Linked DNA regions of Sus scrofa: regions 1 and 3 are each linked to region 2. A link is a contact called in public Hi-C and promoter capture Hi-C data. All regions are on one chromosome and are shown on one strand. The core of a region is the stretch at or near the end of the contact, and the rest is flanking DNA. Distances in the headings are between cores, read along the strand shown. Region 1 holds the start of PHACTR4 (phosphatase and actin regulator 4). Region 2 holds the start of RAB42 (putative Ras-related protein Rab-42). Region 3 overlaps PHACTR4 (phosphatase and actin regulator 4).

What was found. Promoter capture Hi-C pulls out the DNA fragments that hold promoters and counts their contacts. A called contact is a pair of places that touch in the nucleus more often than the background predicts.
Region 1: a promoter capture Hi-C map of fetal skeletal muscle shows a contact between it and region 2, with 2.7 times the contacts expected there. The contact joins the promoter of PHACTR4 here to the promoter of RAB42 in region 2. A contact is called at or near these places in 2 of 5 promoter capture datasets (fetal liver and fetal skeletal muscle), 13 of 47 Hi-C or Micro-C datasets (alveolar macrophages, brain, embryonic fibroblasts and 8 more) and 2 of 2 datasets of contacts at active chromatin or transcription factors (alveolar macrophages and skeletal muscle).
Region 3: a contact with region 2 is called in a Hi-C map of alveolar macrophages, with 1.7 times the contacts expected there. The contact joins the enhancer-like site here to the promoter of RAB42 in region 2. A contact is called at or near these places in 4 of 47 Hi-C or Micro-C datasets (alveolar macrophages, embryonic fibroblasts, mesenteric adipose tissue and 1 more) and 1 of 2 datasets of contacts at active chromatin or transcription factors (alveolar macrophages).

What each region holds. Positions count from the first base shown.
Region 1 is chr6:85,409,946-85,414,028 of Sscrofa11.1, reverse strand. PHACTR4 (phosphatase and actin regulator 4) reads right to left here and starts at 2,036. Exons shown (of 16, transcript XM_021095668.1): 1 at 1,796-2,036.
Region 2 is chr6:85,601,055-85,605,098 of Sscrofa11.1, reverse strand. It overlaps RAB42 (putative Ras-related protein Rab-42), which reads right to left and starts at 2,060. Exons shown (of 2, transcript XM_003356245.4): 1 at 1,741-2,060; 2 at 54-604. The coding sequence starts at 1,979. The coding sequence ends at 184.
Region 3 is chr6:85,458,579-85,462,471 of Sscrofa11.1, reverse strand. The region is part of intron 2 of PHACTR4 (phosphatase and actin regulator 4); the gene reads right to left. Among named protein-coding and RNA genes, the nearest start is that of PHACTR4, 49 kb to the right of the region's middle. Within about 2 kb of position 2,126, at least 1 of the 83 cell types and tissues checked has an H3K27ac peak or open chromatin away from gene starts, as enhancers often do. A contact at or near this core is called in alveolar macrophages, where this site is marked.

The DNA of each region.
Region 1 (4,083 bases), core at 787-3,286, 190 kb after region 2:
CGATTAGACCCCTAGCCTGGGAACCTCCATATGCCGTGGGTGTGGTCCTAAAAGGACAAAAGACAAAAAAATAAAAAAATAACTGTAGCAGGTGTGAGGCAATAGAAAGAGCACTGGATTTGGAATATGATTTACTCTACTATTTCCTGTCTAGGTTAACTGTGTGATCTCCAGCAAGTCACCTAACATTTCGGACTGTAAATTTAACACTTATTAGCTGTAAAATGAGAGAACATCTCACAGACATGTAGTGACAATCGGTTACACAATGTATATGAACTGCTTTCAAAAAATAATACTGATAGCAATGTCATGTTTGAACAAATAAGTAACAACTTCTAGAGTAATTTTGTGGTGTGGATGCTTCTTCAAAGCACAACCAGGAAAACACAATCCCCGCTCAATGACAGATTAAAAAATTGAAGAACAACTGCATTACAGACCTCCATTCCTACACAGTATTACTAACACAATCTGGGATTCTCAGAGTAAATCACTTCCATTATGAGATATCAAAGTAATAAGGTACAAAGGTTTTTATTTGCCTACTTGACTAGGGTGGGAATTTAACCTATATGAGTTCTATAACCTTTTATGATTCATATAAAGATGTTTTGGTTGTCCTCATTTCAGAGACTTGAAAGACTAATTTATTTCTCAAAAAAAGAATCTGCAATGGTTTTTAAAAAGCTTTACTTCAAAGTGAACCTAGTAACGCAGTCTTCCAAGGGAAGATACATAAAGTTACCATCAACAAAATGTGATCAAACCCACATAATTCACCAGTTGCAGTAAACTACCTCTCCTCCCTCAAACTGGCTTCATATATTACATCTGAGGCTTTCTAGAAGCCACTAGGTCTCTGGTTTCTGTATAAAGCGGCTCCTTCTAATAACGGACGTTTGCTTTTAACTTTTCGTTTTAAGCTGAAAAAATAAGAAATAGATTTGGAGAGTAGGAGACAGGGAGCGAGAAACTGGGCGGCTGGATGAAGTGCTATCGTCTTTTTCTGCAAGCAGTGGATGAAGAGGCTGCTAGCTGCCCTATAAATCACTTTCTTTCCTCCGAGATTCTAGAGGTGTGTGAACTACTATTCTGCCCGTCCGCGTTAGTTCTTGGACTCCTCATCACAGCTGCGACCCATATAGACATCGCAGCAAATTCGATCCCTTCCCGGTTTCTAGGGGAGAGGGACTCACTCATTTCCCAGAGGCCCATCCCCCCACCAAAAAATGCCTGGAAGAGATCAGTGCCCTGAAGCCACCCGGGGTTGACATACATGAGCTGGACAATAACTTCGAGGTTTTCAACAGAAACTCTGTCTGCCTCTACTTGGCTCCGAAACCTCGGATCTGCCTAGCTGGGATGCAGAGGTATGAGGGAGGAAGGGTTTAAAAAATGGACTTTGACCCGATCTGGTTACCATAACCGGATCCCCAGAGACTAGTCCCTCTCCGCGACTGGCCGGGAGTGCTCCCTCGAGAAGGCGAGTCCACCGCCGGGCACAAAGGGGCGCAAAGCAGCCCAGACAAAAGAGCCCCGCCAAGTCCCGGGGGGCGGAGAGGGTTAGTCTGCGCGGGGCGCGCCGCAGGCGGAGAAGCTGCCGCTGACCGTTGTGGGAGGGCGGAGGAAGAGGCGGCGGCCACCGCCCGCTCCGCCCTGGCCAGAAGCGACCACGGCCCGGCCGGTACCCTGGCCCGCACCGCGACCCCCAAGCGGAGCCAAGAGCGCTGCCCGAGCCCACGAGACGCCCGCCGCGCGACCCCGCGCACTTTCCCCTGCTTGCCGAACTCACCCGGGGCGCCGCCGCCGCCGCCGCCGCCGCCTCAGCCTCCAAAGTAGTTTCCCCCGGAAATCCTACCTGGCCCGCCGGCCTCCAGGGTGCTGCCAGAGCCTTCGGCCCCCGGGAGGGGGGAAAGGGAGCAGGCAGGACAGTGAGGGATAGGAAGTGCCGCCGCGGGGCCTCACGGGACTTGTAGTCTCCTGGAAAGAGCCCGCTGTGTCGCCAGCCGGTCAAAATGGCGGGAACCCCTCGCCCTTAGCTCCAGGCGATCGGCTCCACACGGCCTCTCCGGGCATGCGCCGCTCACTGCCGATTTCCTGCGGGTAAAAGAACTCGGGCACCTTTCCTGGTATTAAACAGAGCAAAGGTCTTTGGACTCGGGAGGACAAAGTTCAGTGCTGGGCTCTAGGGAGCGCCTAAGTACGCAGCTGATGCAGATATGCTGTTTTAGAAAGCTGTGTCCAGTCCCCGTGTGGCTAAATTTCAATTTCAATCTCCCCCCGAAAGAAAAAACTATTGAGAGCCAATTTGAAGTGCAGTAAAATTGGAAGCAAGTTACCCGCAACTTTGTGCATAAGGAAGGAACCTGGGAATCATTTTTATCATCTTCAGCCCATGAGGTCCAGTCACTCCACACCCCGGAGTTCCTTACCAGTTTTTCCACTACCATCACCTGCAGGAAGACACCATTACCTCTCCAAGTTTCTCTAGTTTCAGACCTCCAGGCAATCACCCTCCAAACACCTTCCTTGCTGCTGTCAGAGGATCTTTCTAAATGCCAAACCCATTGTGTCACAGTCCAAATTAGACCTAAATGTAAAACCTAAAGCTACAAAACTTCTAGAGGAAAACACAGGAGAAAATCCATGTGACTTTCAAATACACAATCCATAAAAGAAAAATCGATAAACTGCACAACAGCAAAATGATCACTTTTGCTCTTTAAAATACTGTTATGAAATAAGGCAAACCACAGACCTAGTTGAAATAGCAACAAAACCTATATCCAACAAAGGACTAGTATTTAAAATACACAAAGAACTCTTTCAACTGAAGACAATCTAGTTTAAAAAAAAAAGATTTGAACAGAGACACTTTACCAAAGATAATAATAAATGGATGGCAAATAAACACATAAAAGATGTTAGGGAAATGCAAATTAAACCACAGTGAGATAACATTACATACCCACTAGAATGGGTAACATCAAAAGACTGGCAATATGAAGTGTTAGCAAGAATGTAGAGCAGTGGGAATTGTCATTCTACTGGTAAGACTGTAAGATGATACAACCACTCTGGGAAACTGTTTGGCAGTTTCTCTAAAAATTACATACACATCAGAGTTCCCATTGTGGCTTGTGGTTAATGAATCCTACCAGGAACCATGAGGTTGCGGGTTCGGTCCCTGGCCTTGCTCAGTGGGTCAAGAATACAGCGTTGCCGTGAGCTGTGGTGTAGGTCAAAGAGGCGGCTCAGATCCTGTGTTGCTGTGGCTCTGGTGTAGGCTGGCGGCTACAGCTCTGATTAGACCCCTAGCCTGGGAACCTCCGTATGCCGTGGGTGTGGCCCTAAAAAGACCAAAATAAAATAAAATAAAATAATATACCCATCTACCATATGGCCCAATCATTATACTATAGGTATTTACTCAAGACAAATGAAAGCATACGTCTGCACAAAGACTTGAACATGAATGGTCACAGCAGCTCTATTTGTAATAGTCAATCCTGCTGCATAGTACTGGGAACTATATCTTGTCACTTATGATGGAGCATGATAATGTGAAAGAAAAGAATGTATATATGTATGTGTGACTGGGTCACTTTGCTGTATGTACAGTAGAAAATTGACAGAACACTGTAAACCAGCTATAATGGAAAAAAAAAAGTAATAGTCAAAAGAATGGAAACAACTCCAATGTTCTTCAAAAAGTAAATGGATATTTATTTGGAGTTCCCGTCGTGACTCAGTGGTTAACGAATCCGACTAGGAACCATGAAGTTGCAGTTTCGATCCCTGGCCTCACTTAGCTGGTTAAGGATCCAGCAGTTGCCATGAGCTGTGGTGTAGGTTGCAGACTCGGCTCTTATCTGGAGTTGCTATGGCTCTGGCGTAGGCCATCGGCTACAACTCCCATTAGACCCCTGGCCTGGGAACCTCCATATGCTGCAGGTGCGGCCCTGAAAAGACAAAAAATAAAACAATTTTTAAAAATAAAAATAAAATTCTAGGAATTGCTATGACAAAAACAGTTCAAGTGGTTGCCTGGGGACCAGGAAAGCATGGTAGGAAGGGATT
Region 2 (4,044 bases), core at 811-3,310:
TTTCTGGTGGAAAGGGGCTGAGCTCTGAGACCCTAAAATCCAAGAAGCGTGACTGTGCCAGGATACTGTATATATTAACTGTCTGGACAGATTCTGCCATTTGCCCTCCCGAGAGATATTAACACTCTCCATCCCCCCAGGCCTTCTGAGGGCAGCGCTGCTTTAACCCTTTCCCTCCCAGAGTCAACACTGGCATGGGCCCGGATGCTGCTTCCTGCTGAGGGGCCTGGGGGGTTGGGTGTTGATGAGCCGGACACCCCCCCAGTCCTCCTCCAGCTTGATGTCCCCCTGCTGCAGGGCCTGCTGGATGGCATCAGCAACGGTGTTGAAGGCCAGATCCACATTGCAGTTATTTTTGGCGGAGGTCTCCACGAAGGCCATGCCCAGGGAGGCAGCCAGCTCTTCCGCCTCCTGGGCTGAGACACATCGCATGCTCTGCAGGTCACTCTTGTGGCCAACCAGCAGGAAGATCGCCTTGTCGGGGCCCTGAGTGGCCATGACCTCCTGGTGCCAGTCTCGGATATGTTCAAAGGACTTCCTGTTTGTCACATCAAAGACCAGCAGGACACCCACCACATTCCGGTAAAAGGACCTGGTGATGCACCTGATGGTGGAGGGAGTAAGTTATGAGACACCTTCAAGACACCCCAGAGGCAGGACTCCTTTCATCCACTGACTGCTTCACACTCCCCATTATAGCTCATCTCACACTGCCCTGTGAGTCTTTTCCCCAGCATCTGTCTCTCCCAAGTAACTGTGTGCTCCCCACTTAGGGAGCAGGGTTTTTTTTTTTTTTTTTTTTTTTTTTTTTCCTTTTTAGGGCTGCCCTTGCAGCACATGGAGGTTCCCAGGCGAGGTGTCAAATCAAAGCTGTAGTCACCAGCCTACACCACAGACACAGCAACACCAGATCCCCCCCATGTCTGTGACCTACACCACAGCTCATGGCAGCGCTGGATCCTTAACCCACTGACCAAGGCCAGGGATCGAACCTATGTCCTCGTGGATGCTAGTCAGATTCATTTCCAGTGAGCCATGATGGGAACTCTAAAGGAGCGGTTTTGATTTCCATACTCTCCTGACCATTTCTGCATTCTTGATGTTTTTCCGATTGCAGGTTTTGTTTCCCCATTCTCTGGCTGGCAAACTCCTATGCATCCTGTATCGCCAACACAAATCTCTCTTCCTTTCGCATCTCCTTGACACCTCCCTCTCTCTGCTCCTATGGGCTTTTCAACACCCAGGTCATTCATCCCTCCAAATTCAATGTCAAAACTTTCCTCTGGGGCAGGGCACCAGGTCTCAGGTATTGGGCTCAGAGGCTGTGTTTGCAGGATGAATGGCTCAAGAGTGAAGGACTTATAGGAACTCCCGTGGAGGACATGGGTTTGATCCCTGGCCTCACTCAGTGGGTTAAGGATCTCGCACTGCCGCGATCTGTGGTGTAGGTCGGATCCTGTGTTGCTGTGGCTGTGGCTATAGCCTAGGTCAACAGCTACAGCTCCGATTCAACCCCTAGCCTGGGAACCTCCATATGACGGGGGTGTGGCCCTAAGAGAAAAAAAAAAAAAAAAAGTGAAGGACTCAGATCCAGGATGGGGACCCCCAGATCTCTACTTGGGCCACTGCGACTGACCACCTCCATGGTCAGGGGGACAGGCATTGAGCCGCCCCAACCAGAGGTCCCTCTCCCGCCCCACCTCCACCCCACTCCGCCCCAGCCCTGCCCCCACCGCGCACCTGAAGCGCTCCTGGCCCGCAGTGTCCCAAAGCTGCAGCTTGACGCGCGGCCCGGCCCGCAGCTGTAGAGTGCGGCTGTAGAACTCGACGCCCACCGTGGGCGCCGACTCGAGCTCCGGCTCGGGCTCTGGTATCCAAGGCGCGTCCGCCACGTAGCGCCGCAGCAACGACGTCTTGCCCACAGCCGTGTCCCCCAGCAGCGCGATCCGAAACTGGTAGCGGAAGCCCCCAGCCTCCATGGCCGGCGTCGTGGCTCCCTCCGGCCGGGAGACCGACTGTCCGGGCCGCGCCCTGCGGCTCCGCCCCCAGCCCCGCCCCCTCCTCGGGCCCCGCCCCCGGGCCGTGTGCAGCCACCCTGACCAGCGTCTTTGGCACCAAGGAAAAGGACCTGGAGGAACCCAAACCCGAGGAAACACCTGGGCAAGTCAATTCCTCACTCTGGACTTCAGATTCCTCCTCTGTAAAATGGGGATAATAATCCCTACTTCACAAGATGAAAAAATTAAACTAGATAATGTGGGGAGGAGGACTAGGGAGAATCAGACTTGCACTGACCTGAATCTAACAGCGCCAGAGCATCCACTTCTCATTGTTGGGATGGTTTCTCTCTGCAGCCCCCACTCTCTGTTAGTCTCCCAGTAGGGCCCCCGCTGCTGGACCTGGAGACACCACTCAAGAAAGTTGATCATTTATAGGTGCTCTTTCCCCACCCACGTGCCCCTTTCCTGGAGCCCCACTGGCCTGGTCTGGGGCCTTGTGTTCAATGTTCGGGTTCAATGTTCAGCAGTCCCTATTGCTTCCTCCCTGCCTGCCTGTGCTGGGCCCCAGAGAGGGACCTGGACACAGTGGGGTAGAAGAGGCAGGGTACAACTGCAATTCCAGAGGAAGGGCAATTGGCTGTGGACAGGACAGCTAACATTTATGAGGCCAGATGGTCAGTTCCTAATGCTTTGGGACAGCAATGCTTTGAGAAGGCCGTAGTGTGTCCATTTTAGAGCTAAGGAGATGGAGGCTTAGATGTGTGACTTGTCTCAGGTCACAGCAGAACTCGGACTTGTGGAAGTTCCTGGGCCAGGGATCAAACCCATGCAGTTGTAACCTGCCCCACAGCTGCGGCAATGCTGGATCCTTAACCCACTGCATCACATGGGAACTTCTTAGATTTTTTTCCCCCTTCACTATCCCTTTGATGCCACTAAAGGGGACTGCAAAGCAAATTCCCAAAGGACCAGACAAAGTCATCGGGTCCCACTTGGGTTAGGGGCGAGAGGAAGGCAACCACATCTGTATCCAAGATCCACTCCATAATTTTCAGTCTGATCTTCTGGACACTCAGGATTTCAGGGAGTTCTGGCTGGTCCCAAACAGCTTGTCTATACGTTTAATCCCACTGTCCCACTGTGGATGGTAGTTACCAGTTTAACTTGTTTTGGCAAACTGGCAGTAGGGAGCAGTTCTCCCTAAAACAAACCGTCACATCATCACATTTCCTCCTTATATAACCTTGTGAGTAGATGTTAGTCTGCCCAGTTTTTTACAGATGAGGAAACTGAGGCTCAGAGAAGTTAAGTAACCAATCTAAAATCACTAGCATGGAAGATTGAGACTAGCTTCCCAGTCTGTTTCTGGCTGGATAGGCTGGGGACTAGGGAAGGCCCAGGTTTTCTTGTACCTACCTCTAAATAAATCACTGAGAAGCCCTTTTGTGGGGTCTCCTAGTAATCCTGGCCTTTGGCCACTTAAATAGTAGTGCCTATAGGGGCTCAAGTCTGCTTATCCCTGACTTCCAGAAGGAGAGAGAGGAGCATCAGATGGGGAGGGGGGGTGTTGGGAAAGGAATCCTTCCTGCCAGCTTTGCCCAAACCAGGAGAGTCTGCTCCACTCCCACATGCCCTGCGGATTCTTCCATTGGGATGTTCTCCTCCCCTTGCTCTGCTCAGCTGGAAAAATACTTGTTGCATTAGGCCTGTGCGAATTCCCCCGCTCTCCACCCCCATGCCTTCTTTACCCACCACTGGCGCTCTGAGCTCCAGCCATGCTGACCATCTTCCCTCTTCTCAGCCCTCCGCCGGGAACACTCCTCTCCCGCTCTTCAAAGGGTAAGCAACCCCTACTTCAGGCCTCAGGTTAGATCTCTGTCCTCAGGAAGCCCCTCTCCGACTAAGGTCACAGACCCTTCTGTCCAGTGTAACGTCTGCCTCCCTTCTAGGCTCAGGCCCCCTGGGGATAAGGACCAATGGCTTTATCTTCAGTGCTTGGCACAAAGTAGGAATTTGGTGAATATTTGTGCTTGAATGAATGAAT
Region 3 (3,893 bases), core at 877-3,376, 140 kb after region 2:
CCTGCCCTTGCTCAGTGGGTTAACGATCCGGCGTTGCCGTGAGCTGTGGTGTAAGTTGCAGACGCGGCTCGGATCCTGCGTTGCTGTGGCTCTGGCGTAGGCCGGTGGCTACAGCTCTGATTCAACCCCTAGCCTGGGAACCTCCATATGCCGCGGGAGCGGCCCAAGAAATAGCAACAACAACAACAACAAAAAAGACAAAAAAGACAAAAAAAAAAAAAAAAAAAAAAAAGAAAATACAAACCACATAGGGAGATACAAAATGATAAGTGTAAGCCACCCATCCTCATCCTTTTAATTTTCATTCTTATAATCATTGCCTATGTAGTTTCCATGACACATTGATAAGGGCTCAATATCAATATGCATATATATACAGAAATAAATTCAGATGGAAAACCATCTACACATTTAGCCCTCGCTTGCTGTGACTTTCTAGGGACTAAGTAGCAGTTAGAAGTGATGAAAAGAGGACATGGGAGATAGTACAGAATGCCAGTATTACTACTTTTCAGGCTTTCATTACTACAATGGCTCATCTTTTTCTGTTGACAGAAAAAATAATTATAGGACATCTGTATTATTAAGGTTCATAGAAACTGGTATTCAATGCACTCTACTTCCCTTAAGATTGTTAATTCTATCTTAGAGGAAAATTTAAAACCACTCTAAGGAATATATATAAATATCACTGACTATTGAGCAATAGTTCTTTTTTTTCCCCTTAATGACCTGCATATGGAAGTTCTAGCCAGGAATTCAATCCAAGCTTCAGCCGTGGCAACACTGGATCCTTTAACCCACTCTGCCATGCCAGGGATCAAACCCATGCATTTGCAGCGACCCCAGCCATTGCAGTCAGATTCTTTTTTTTTTTTTTTTTTTTTTTTTTTTTTTGGTCATTTTTAAGGGCCATACCTGTGGCATATGGAGGTTCCCAGGCTAGGGGCTGAATCAGAGCTGTAGGTGCCAGGCTACACCACAGCCACAGCAACGCAGGATCTGAGCTTCATCTGCGACCTGTACCATAGCTCATGGAATGCCAGATCCCTAACCCACCGAGTGAGGCCAGAATTGAACCTGTGTCCTCATGGATGCTTGTCAGATTTGTTTCTGCTGAGCACAATGGGAACTCCTATAGTCAGATTCTTAATCCACTGCACCACAGCAGGAACTTCCAAGCAATGGGGTATAACAGTAAAAGGATCTTGCCTTCCATGATCTTATACTCTTATCAGGAAATACGATGACACAAGACATTTTATATGTACGTGTGTGTATATGTACATACAGTAATGCTGTATTAAATGTCTCCTTAATGCCATAGGAAAAGAACAGGACATTATTTCTAGCATTATTTAATTCCAGAGGAATTTATCTCCTACACCTTAAAAATGTGAAAACTAATTAAGTTCATGTTTTGCCCTTCATTCTTAAAGAGGAGGGAGGGAAGGACTGCATTATTAGCCCATTTTGAGCTTCAAGAGGTAACAACATGAAAACATCACAAAAATTGTTCTCAGGAACTTTGAAGGTGCATTAATCTTGAGCATGGATTCTTAACAAATGGCCTTGAATGGTTAGGAAAACCCTCTCTAAAACATAATAATAAATTATAAGTTCAGGTACAGAATAGGAAGAAAATAATTGACTTTATTTGTTTAGGATGTGACGTCTGTTTTCTACTTCAACAAACTACTTCTCATATTTCCTGTGATACAAATTCTAATCTAAAGGAGGTACTACCTTGTAAATCTGTTCAATCTGTTCCCAGAATACCATGTATATGAATAAAGCCTTTGTAGCTAGCTTAAATTCAGGCTTCACACCAACAGTCTATCTCATTAATTATTTAATCAAACACACACCAAAATTTTTTCAACATATTGTGCTCACTTCTGTTGAAGGAAGTTATATAGAAACTTAATGAAGTTGTCAGAAAATTTAAAACATTTTGAGAAGGCAACTTAGTTTATATATATCCTCTGCTGCCCCAAAAGAAACCTTTCAGAAGAAGTTTCATATGCCAGGATTTCAGTCCCTCTTCCAAGGCATGCTATAGTGAGAATGGCTGTTAACTCATAAACATTTGAGAAGGGAGGAAGAAAGAAAGCAGAAGCAGGAATGAGACTTTTTTTTTGGCATCACCCATGGCACACAGAAGCTCCTGGGTCAGGGAACCCGTGCCACAGCACTGACAATGCCAGATCCTTAACCTGCTGAGCCACCAAGGAACTCCAGGAATAAGCCATTTTTAAAAGCAGTGGGGGCATGAAGCATCACAGTACGTAAACTGTACACATATTTTCTCTGGACCCTTCCTTCCTCTAACACTTACGTAAAGTGTAGCCATTACTCAAAAATAAATAAATAAATAAATAAAAATAAAAACACCCAAAAAACAAAAAACCCTAGTAGGATATACTAATACAGAATAGTTTCATTATGTTCTACCAGGTTCCTTTGAAAGGAAAAGGAATAAAACAAAGAGAATCAGGGTAAAAGCTGTTTGATTCCTTTATCACCTTTCCCACTCCATGACCTTGAATGCCTGTCCCACACCAATCCTGACAGAATTCTGGAGGTCTGTTTTTTGGAAAGGATAAAATAAATGGTTTCTGGACTGGGAGACCAAAAGACAGTTGATGGTGGGAGTATAGCATGAAAAACTGAGGGGAACTGAGTGAACATAATGAATACTGAACCCACCCAGTCTTCATCACTCCCAACATACAGTGATCAGAAGATTCTACCCCTTGAACCTTGGTACTAATAACAGAGATATTCCCTAACAATAGGGAAAAGAAACTCATACTATAGTAAGGCCCAAAGGCAACCAGCCTATGCATTTAATAAAGCTTCTAATTTAAAGCTTCCCACTCTTAATCACAAGCAGACAGCTAATTATCACAGACTTCAGAGGAAAACGCTAACATAAAAGATCAAAACAAACAAAGGAAAGCAACTTTGGGGAAAATAATCTATGCAGGGCAAAGTTAATCTGTTCAAATAATAAAAGGATATTATGAAAGAAATAGTCAGAGAATAAAAAAGACTTCTAGAAATTAAAAACCTAACAGTGGAAAATAAAATTTTAATAGAATATAAAGATGAAGAAACCATGGAGTTCCCGTCGTGGCTCAGTGGTTAACAAACCCGACTAGGAACCATGAGGTGGTGGGTTTGATCCCTGGCCTTGCCCAGTGGGTTAAGGATCTGGTATTACCACGAGCTGTGGTGTAGGTTGCAAACGTGGCTCGGATTCTGTGTTGCTATGGCTCTGGCGTAGGCCAATGGCTGCAGCTCTGATTAGACCCCTAGCCTGGGAACCTCCATATGCCACAGGTGCGGTCCTAAAAAAAAAAAAAAAAAAAAAAAAAAAAAAAAAAACCCCCAAACTGTTCAAGAAGCAGAGATAAGAAAAAAAAAAAGGAGATGAAAATCAGATAACTAGTTCAGGAGACCCATTATTAAGACTCTATTGATAATCAAGAAAGAAGAAGACATGGGATTTAAGAAATAAAAAAGCCAACACAGGAGAGGAGCAGAGTTTCCAGATAAATAAGGACCCCAGGAAGACAGCTGTGTACTACACACAAGGGGACACTTGTCCAGATTGGAGCAGTGTGACTCAAGAGACATACTCAAGGCTGTCATTACCATGACCTTTGCTGCCATGTATTTTCTTCTTAAAGATAAGAACACAATGCCCAGGTGAGCATGGGCTTCAGAGCTTGTCCTAACTAAATGCTAATGAATTTCTTTTCAAAATACTGAGCTGCCTAAAGAGCTAAAAATGCTGATTTCACCACACAGAAGTGTTCTTTAACCTACTGCTGAAAGCTGCAGGTAGGTCATGGTCAACTTAGGAGAAACCACAAAGCTGCTCACTC